Linked DNA regions of Bombyx mori: region 2 is linked to region 1. The links are chromatin contacts, called in public Hi-C maps. All regions are on one chromosome and are shown on one strand. The core of a region is the stretch at or near the end of the contact, and the rest is flanking DNA. Distances in the headings are between cores, read along the strand shown. Region 1 overlaps LOC101735454 (heterogeneous nuclear ribonucleoprotein Q). Region 2 holds the start of LOC101742821 (ER membrane protein complex subunit 1).

Evidence for each region. Hi-C and Micro-C count contacts between places; a contact is called where the count stands out from the background.
Region 2: a contact with region 1 is called in a Hi-C map of whole pupa, with 2.2 times the contacts expected there. The contact joins the promoter of LOC101742821 here to the enhancer-like site in region 1. A contact is called at or near these places in 4 of 7 Hi-C or Micro-C datasets (middle silk gland, midgut, posterior silk gland and 1 more).

The regions. Positions count from the first base shown.
Region 1 is chr6:13,855,314-13,859,871 of ASM3026992v2, reverse strand. LOC101735454 (heterogeneous nuclear ribonucleoprotein Q) reads left to right here. Exons shown (of 15, transcript XM_062669163.1): 11 at 1,447-1,538; 12 at 2,166-2,308; 13 at 2,830-2,889. Among protein-coding and RNA genes, the nearest start is that of LOC134199069, 12 kb to the right of the region's middle. Within about 2 kb of position 2,656, at least 4 of the 8 cell types and tissues checked have open chromatin away from gene starts, as enhancers often do.
Region 2 is chr6:13,914,964-13,919,176 of ASM3026992v2, reverse strand. It overlaps LOC101742821 (ER membrane protein complex subunit 1), which reads right to left and starts at 2,728. Exons shown (of 16, transcript XM_004923506.5): 1 at 2,541-2,728; 2 at 2,341-2,456; 3 at 1,408-1,539; 4 at 714-912; 5 at 1-259. The coding sequence starts at 2,683.

The DNA of each region.
Region 1 (4,558 bases), core at 1,407-3,906:
ACTGGTCAAATTTTAAGTAAATTTAAATATTTCTTAAAACGAATTATCGCAGCTACTTATCGAGGGGTGAAAGGTTATTAAGCTACATTAATCTTTGTAATTGAAGGTCCGTTTTATTTGGTATTAGTATCAACAATTTCATATTTTTAATTGAACTTCAATTTAACCTTACTCCATTCAGATAGCTGAAGAAGTTTTTTTGTTATCATTTATTTTCCAAATTTTAAACTTTAAATGGCTTCCCTGTAAAGCTGCAACAATGTCGCTAAACTTTTCACCCGTCGAGACGTGCTGCCCTATGGCTAAAGTGGATCTTGTTTTGCAGACGCACTGTTAATAAATGTCGAACACGAACGTTAGAAGCTTTGTCTCCTCATTTGCTTTACAAAACTACGCTAGAGGAAGTGTCCCTCAGAATCGATGTTTTGTTCACGCAATTTATTTTCACGTTCTATCGATGTTTGTGTTTTTGGAACGAAGTTCCTTATCGCGCGTTGTGAAAGGGGACTAGACGGAAAAAATTCTTACGAAAAGTTGTCACGACACTTTTTAGATCCGTCATTCTGACCAATCAACGTGTAGGCGCTTATCGCGTGACATTGCTCGTATCCGATTGGTCCGCGTATTCTCGAGATAGCGTTTCAACAATAGTAATTTAGTTCATAGTATTGTTTTTTTCTTCTTCATAATGCCGTAATTTATTATTATAACTTTAAAAAAAAATTACAATTCCTTCACTAATTAATCGAAAGGAACTTCGTTCCATCCGGGTGTCCCTTGACACCTCTGAAGTTTTTTATTTACGTGCCGCTCTAGACGTCAGTCTTGTGCTTTGGTGTTTTGATATTGACACGAGAGATGATGGATTTCCGGAATCCATCATTTCTGGTTGAGAATATAAAACTGGCGAATTGAGTATTGGATGTCGCTGCCGAGACAAAGTCTTGTTTGCGTTGGTCGTAATAATTATTTTAAAAGCTTTAAAGCTGTTGATTAAAATACGTTGATTTTGTCTTGTGTGCGTCGATTGAAAATTTCACACAAACTTTAAAGTTCTGGCTTGTTGTTTATCAAAGAATTTAATTCTACTGGTGGTAGAACCTCTTGTGAGTCTGTGCAGGTAGGTACCACCGCCCTGCCTATTTCTGCCGTGAAGCAGTAATGCGTTTCGGTTTGAAGGGTGGGGCAGCCGTTGAAACTATACTTGAGACCTTAGAACTGTTATCTCAAGATGGGTGGCGCATTTACATCGTAGATGTCTATGGGCTCCAGTAACCACTTAACACCAGGTGGGCTGTGAGCTCGTCCACTCATATAAGCAATAAAAAAATTGATAAGTTTTTGTGAAGTTTCGGCTGAATTCAGTTAAAAAAATGAGGCATGATTTAAAATGGCATTTGGAGAATTTGTATCGTCGAGGGACGTTGACGAGCTCGCCCTGCGCAGGTTCGACTGGTGCGGGTGCTCGCCGCCGCACGCCATGCGGGGCCGCACGCCGCAGCAGGCGCCGCGCCCGCAGCACGCCCGCCCCGACTACGGTCAGTGCCGCACGCACCACGCCGCCAGCGACATCTGTCGCCCGCGGACTTAACGACTAACCGATGTGACGACACACGTGCTCTCTCACCCTCCGCCACTACTCACACTATCCAACTGTGAACACGGTGTGGTCCCCGCGCGACACTCGCACACTGCCACTCATCCCTTACTAACGCTGCCGACCCGCGCCCGCCCAGCCGACGTAGGACTTGGCTAGATCGACCTCTGCGTGTCTGATTAACGCAATTCATAGACAAACCGAAGAAACGTTTCACTCCCTAAAACTATATTTAGAAGGGCTAACTGTATAACTGCACCGATCATTTAAACGACATAACATTACTTACAGCTTGACCCCCCCGAACCGCATGCTTTTATATCTAAAACGTCATTTGAACGCAACATTTGGAGTTGATGTACTTATTCGGTTTCAGAAGTGTCTGGTAGTAGGGCACGGTGGTGGGCCGCGTCGTCTGCTGACGATCCGAGTTTGTAATTGTTGTGTGTGTTACGAAGAGGACGTAGGCCATGCATGTAGCTCCCGAGCGGAGGGGCCCGCCCCCCTAGCTTGTAAGTTAGCGTTAGTATAGCTTAGCCTCTAAAAGGCCTGTGTTGTGTGTTTATAGATTATGATTACGACTATTACGGATACGGTGATTACCGAGGTGGCTACAATGAGCCGTTTTACCGGTACGATGAGTTCTATTTTGATTACGCGGGGCCGCCGCAACCGTCCGCCGTCCGCCAGCCTCCCAACAGACCGCAGCCGGTGGGTCCCCACACACACTCACTAATGTTATCACTTATTTACTAGTCACTAGTCGCTCCTCGCTCTACTCATCATTGTTCTATTGATTTATTTTTTTTGAGTTGCCAAATTTTTATCATCAATAGTTTAATTTTTTTCTTTTTAATGATTTTGTTGAATCCTGTCCTCGAATGGAGTTAGTGACTCGGTAAAACGGTAGTGTGTAGGCCTGACGGTGGTGATTATACTAAGGCGGACGGACGTGCTCGCGGGGGCCGCGGGGGGCCACCATCAGGTCTATATGGCTGAGGCCGCTCCGACTAACACGCCCGTCTCCCCTAGCGCTTCGTGTCCGTTGACATTCCTCGTTGGCACCGCTTATCATCTCGCCGCGCTTGTCACCACCATGTAGTAGTGCTTTGCTTTGTAAGTGACCCCCCCAGCGTCTCCGTCGCTCGGAACGCTTGAATAACACTAGTAATGTTGTTGCAACGTTTGTATTAAGAAGACTTACTGACCCGCTTGGTGAATGCCTCACTCAGGACGACGAGCTCGGCCTAGGAGCCAACTCACTTTACTACGACCTAACCGGAGGCACTCAGGTACCGACAGAACTGAATTATTCCAAATTTCTTATTATTCTAATTTTTTATTATTATAACTTAGACTAGCGTTCGGGGAACTTTTTTAATTATTAGCCCAAAATATTTTTGTGTAAGTTAATATTACCCTGTGGCAAAGAACAAAAAAAACGCAATCGCTTCTTTTTAGCATCTTTCATATTATAGACCCCATGATAATTATTAAAAAAAATATTATTTTTTCGTTTCATTTTATTTCGTTTCATCGAGTTTGAAATCACGATTCTAAAGAAGTTTCACTTCAATATATACTTTCTACTCACAAAAGCTTCATTTTTACCCCCCAAAATTTCATTTTATCTCATTTGGGGTAATTTACCCCGGTTCCCCGACCGCTGACTTAGACGAATGTTTTATATGTTCCATAGATTGGTAGATTATGTAAACTAAATAGTTGCATAGAAATAGGTACCTGATTGTTTCGTTCAACCGTTTTTTTTCTTGTAAAAGTATTTGGTAGTTTTTTTTTATTCTGGTAACGATATTGTGTTGCCATGTTTAGTAATTTTTTTTAGTAGTTATAATTGGAATTTGGTGCTAAGTATCTAGAAGGAATTACACAGACACGGACTTAGCGACGATTAGCGTGAAACTTATTACGCTACGGCATGTTGTAGAGAGAGCATGTAATATTTTTGAGGAAACTGCCGAGAATATCCAATAATCTTAAAAGTAGATGCCTTTACAGGATTCTTGGAACTGAATTCTGGCAACACTTTTACTAACGAAAAAAATGTCTGAGGTTTTTGTCCACTCGCGCGATTCAGATAAATGTGTGTGTAAATGCTTGCAAAATTATGGCAGAAAATGTCGTAATTGTTGATGTGTGACCGCTTAATTTGCGTAATGATCTATAGCACTACTGTTATCGGTCGTTTTAAATATCACTAACTAACATACAGGGTGTTGTAACTTTACGCATTAACGAAGAGTCCCTTCCCTTCATCTCACACATTTGTTTTATCTGACACTTATCACACGCTTTATTATCAATGAACGCAATAATATATAATATTACCGTACACTATACAAAGTTTAAGAGTGCGGGTTACTAACAAGCCTGGTTTTGGACCGATAATTAAATTTGCGAAGACTATTATCGTTGCCAGCCGAAAGTCGACATTAAAAATGCAGTTAGTGTTGCCGTATTTATTTTTATTTTCGTATTATAGGAATGTAACCGTTAAGTAGATAATAGATTAAAATGCGTATTTTAATTAGATAGAAGGTATTTGAATATTTTTAGACGATGCCGACCATTTTGCGTTACGTATGCGGGTAGCTGGTGATTTTGATGTCGCGATTGGAACGTCACTTGTGAATGAGGCTTTACAGAACATATAAGAGTTTGTTTACTTAAAAAAAGTAGGGTACAATAGTACTATAGTATCGGTGACTCTACAACGCCTCTAAATAAAATATATCTGAATCGAATATATAAAATTCTCGTGTCGCGGTGTTTGTTGCCAAACTCCTCCGAAGTGGCTCAACCGATTCTCATGAAATTTTGTGGGCATATCGGATAGGTCTGAGAATTGATCAACATCTATTTTTCACACCCCTAAATGTTAAGATGGTCCACACAAAAAAATTATCCCAAAAATAATTTATAGGTTTGGCAAAACAAGGT
Region 2 (4,213 bases), core at 1,479-3,978, 59 kb before region 1:
TGCAGATGGCTCACTGATAGCTATATTGATCGCTTCAAACTTATTGCCACGGATCAATATGATTTTTTCATTTAATAGAAACCCTGGTATGACTGTGTTAGTGTCGAAGGGATTCAGGTTTCCATTCCTTGCCGTTGTGTATTCTGCTAAAGGTTTGCTTATGATTTGTACAGCATCAGACGTAACATCCATGGATAAGAGCAGCTGGTTTCCGGGTGATCCCGAGATACAGGTGTAATATGGTGGAGATAAGACACAGCTATGGAATATGAAATAAATTATCGATTATTATTTGAATCTACCACTATTTATAATTAGTTTAAAAAGTTATCATAAATGAACAGACAACATTTTGGCTGGATTCTTTGCATATGTGAAGACCGAAAGCAGAGATCATAAAATCAGGCCATAGGTTCCTCTGCCCACCTTATGTTAGAGGTCAATAGAATGCATAAAGACCACAACAAAGTTTGCCCCAGTTTGATATGGATGACTGAAGTCAATACATTAGAATAAAAATACATTTTTAGCACGACTGTCTGAGTCCTCTTCATTAATTCAGCATATGATTTTTATCAATAATATGAATCATTTTTATGACAATTAATCAATTATTGATTAGAATTTGATTATATTCAGTCTATTATTATTTTTACAATTTAAAATGGTACAATCAGTACTTTAATTGGAGTTAGCAGGTTAAAAATACAAACCCCTCATTGATCCAAACAGCAGGTAGTTTCGAAGTTGCTCCTCGATTATGTCCAGTAGCTACATTGTAGACGCTGACCTCAATGTGAGAGCCAAATTTCGGCACCATATGAACAAGCAGACCATTCTGAACCCACCATTCGGAGAAATCAGTGTGCTCATTCTTCTGGAGGGTGAGGCCCCATTCCCAAATTAGTACGCCTGAAGAAAATACCCATGATTATATTTTATTATTATTAGTAATATTTCATTATGCCTTTATGGTACTATATATAATGATGAATACTAGATTACTATAAATAATGAATACAGCAATAATGTCTAGTAATAATGCAAACTGATTTTGCATAAAAATTTGGAATTTAAATCAAGTGTTTTCTTACTTGATGTATGTAACTGATTCTTTTTTTTTATGTTGCACCATATTTTTAATCATTAGTACAATTTTTTACAGCTATAGAAGGCATGCAGACATACTAACAATTAATGACTTAATTACTAGAAAACATAATATCCATATAATAATGATTGATTTGTTTCGGTCCTATAGACACAGTTTTAGAAATTGAAATACTTGTGTAGAATTAAATATAAGCAAAATAAATGATACTGATGGCCCAGTTGACACACTCATTTCCCTTTCAGTCTGCAAAAGAATCATCACCCCTAAAAAGCCAATTAAATATTTTTACGTACCAGTACTCAAGTCCCATCCCCTAACGAGATAAGGATTGGAGCCCGTCACGGTGATTATTTGATCTGATAGATGCAGCAACTGGATGTTGCCAGAAGATGTACTCTCAAACACATGCCTCCACACTACCTGCCCTGTTAAATTTTAAAATATGAGTTGAGTTTGAATATTGAATATAAATTGAGTTTATTGAGTGTATAGTTTTAACAGCCGTTAAATTTCCAATTTTATTTTTTACCAAAAAACTGCATATATACTAGTGATAAATAATTTTGTGAGCTCACTTGGATAGGTACCTCACTTATGCTAGTACAGCTTTAATGAATATGATACAAAAAGAGCACTGAGAGAATGTTATTATTTAAATTCAAAGAGGTTGGCATTTTTTTTTTTTATTCTGTAAATGATTGAGTTAGTAAAAAGACAGGGTGGTGCTATTGTAGGCCTACATTACTCAACCAGGTAACTGATAACTAAGCTCTGGTATCTCTAAATCCTACTAAACAGACTGCTACCTAATAAGATTAGTTAATCTATGATTTTCCTAAGCAATAAAAATTTAGGTGTATTTGAAACAAGACATGTGCATAATTATAGTTATTAATTAATATGTTTTAACTGTGTTGATTTTATAATGCATAATCAATAAATTTAAGTAATCAAGTTATCATAAATAGTGATAGGGACAATAAACAGTAAGATTTAAGTATGGGTTCTTATCAAAACCATAGGACATACACACTATATATACCCTAATGAATCGGTGGAGCCCTGACTATAGCAATTTTAAAACTATGACTGACTACATCATGTTTTAAGTATTCAACCATAAAATCAACGAATACTGTGAACTTATTGATGCAGATATCTATCAATACCGTGTTTTGAACTAAAAATTATTTTTTAAAAGTTTCGAATAATTAAAATCGGCGTACCTGTCTTCAGATTGAGTGCAGCTAAAACATTCTCTTCGGTCGCTACTATTATCTTCCTGGCGGTTGAAACCGTATCGAATTGGGCGAACTTTATACGCCCAACATAGCTTTGGCGCCTGAAAAGGTTAATTTTATTAGAAAAATAATCCTTGAAAACTAACGATGTCATACAAGGGGCATAACCTAAAATGCATAGTTACCAGTCAAACTTCCCGATTTGATCCTCATAAATGCACATGGATAAATTAATTAGACTAAAAAACACAATAAACCAATTTATACTGTTTAAACATTTTAATAAACCCATAAAATTAGGCTTTAGATTTATTGACAAATTCCCCATCTCCGAAAGACCAGTGTCTGACAGCGGTGATAATTGACAATCCTGACATTGACATAACGATTATAGATTGCCATAATTTTTTTAAAGATTTTATGGCCTGGTTATACTAACATTTTTCTAGAGGAACTACAAAAACTGCTATTCTAGAAGGATCAACCTTATAACTAAAAGAAAACTTTTCGTCTGGTTTATACTGTACGCAACCTGTACTGGAAACCTGAGTGATCTTTCTGTGCACATTTTAGTTGGTATGCATATTTTAGTAATTGTCTTATTATTTCTTCAAACGACTAGTTTAAATAACTTACTCAATGCAACCATTCCAAAAAGAAAAGCAAACTATCGAAGCACCTGAAATTAATTAAATATACAGATTAAGCTAATTAAACACATTAAGCATTAACGTAGAATTGTTGGTAACGTTGAATAGGTTGTAGAATTGTATTTCTATCACATCTATATCATATCTTTATTAAAGCAGATAAGATGGTGCTGCTGATTCTATCAATGTGTGAGTTAAGAAAGTTGCTGTCCATATGTGAATCCTATGCCGAGCATCATTGCCTAAAATATAACCCAAGTAAAAGTGAGCTGTTGATGTTCAGAGGTGTAAGCAAAAGACCGCCTCATGTCCCGCCTGTAATCCTCTGTGGCTAACCTGTACAAAGAGTAACCCAGTTAAAATATTTAGGGCACATTGTAACTGAGGAATTAAAAGATGGACATGGACATGGAACGTAGGGCATTGGTTGTCAAAGGGAGTGTAGTGGCCCAAATAAACCTGCTAATGTTAGTAACATTCCCTACTAAACACTTAGTGATCATGAGCGCTAACGGTATAAAATGATAATATGACTTACTAATTAGGTCAAATAATGTACTTGACTGCCCTGAAATATTCAAATTCTCTGCGTAAAGTAAAAAAAATTTTTGAAGTGAAACTTCTAATGCAACTTTTCGGTAGGCAGCGGCTTGGCTCTGCCCCTGGCATTGCTGAAGTCCATGGGCGACGGTAACCACTCACCATCAGGTGGGCCGTATGCCCGTCTGCCTACAAAGGCAATAAAAAAAAAAAAGCTTCCGTCAACGTTGCGTTAAACGCTTAACGCTACCATACTGAAAGAAAGAGAGCGAGAGTGAATGTGTGGCACTCGAACATACGCGTAGTATACCTTGTTACAGACCAGCGCGAGCGTTAGTAGCGACTCCGTCGGAGCGCCATGGTTCCTGAGGAACGTGGATCTCCACGATGACCTGGAGCTCGATTCCGTTAGTAAGTATCTACAGTCGGCATCGTTGCGCCATTTTGAGAAGGCGGCACGATATAATAACCCTCTTGTCGTGGCCGCTGGAAACTACATACCCGACCCTGTAGACCGTATGGTAAACCGTCGACGTCACCCAAAGCACGTCATTATGGATCTTCCTGATCCATTAACGGTGTTTTTAGGCACCACAAGCACCGGTCACCGTCCTCGTCGAACCCGTTGCTTGCGACGAAGGGCTCGACGAGCGAATTAACCCATAGAC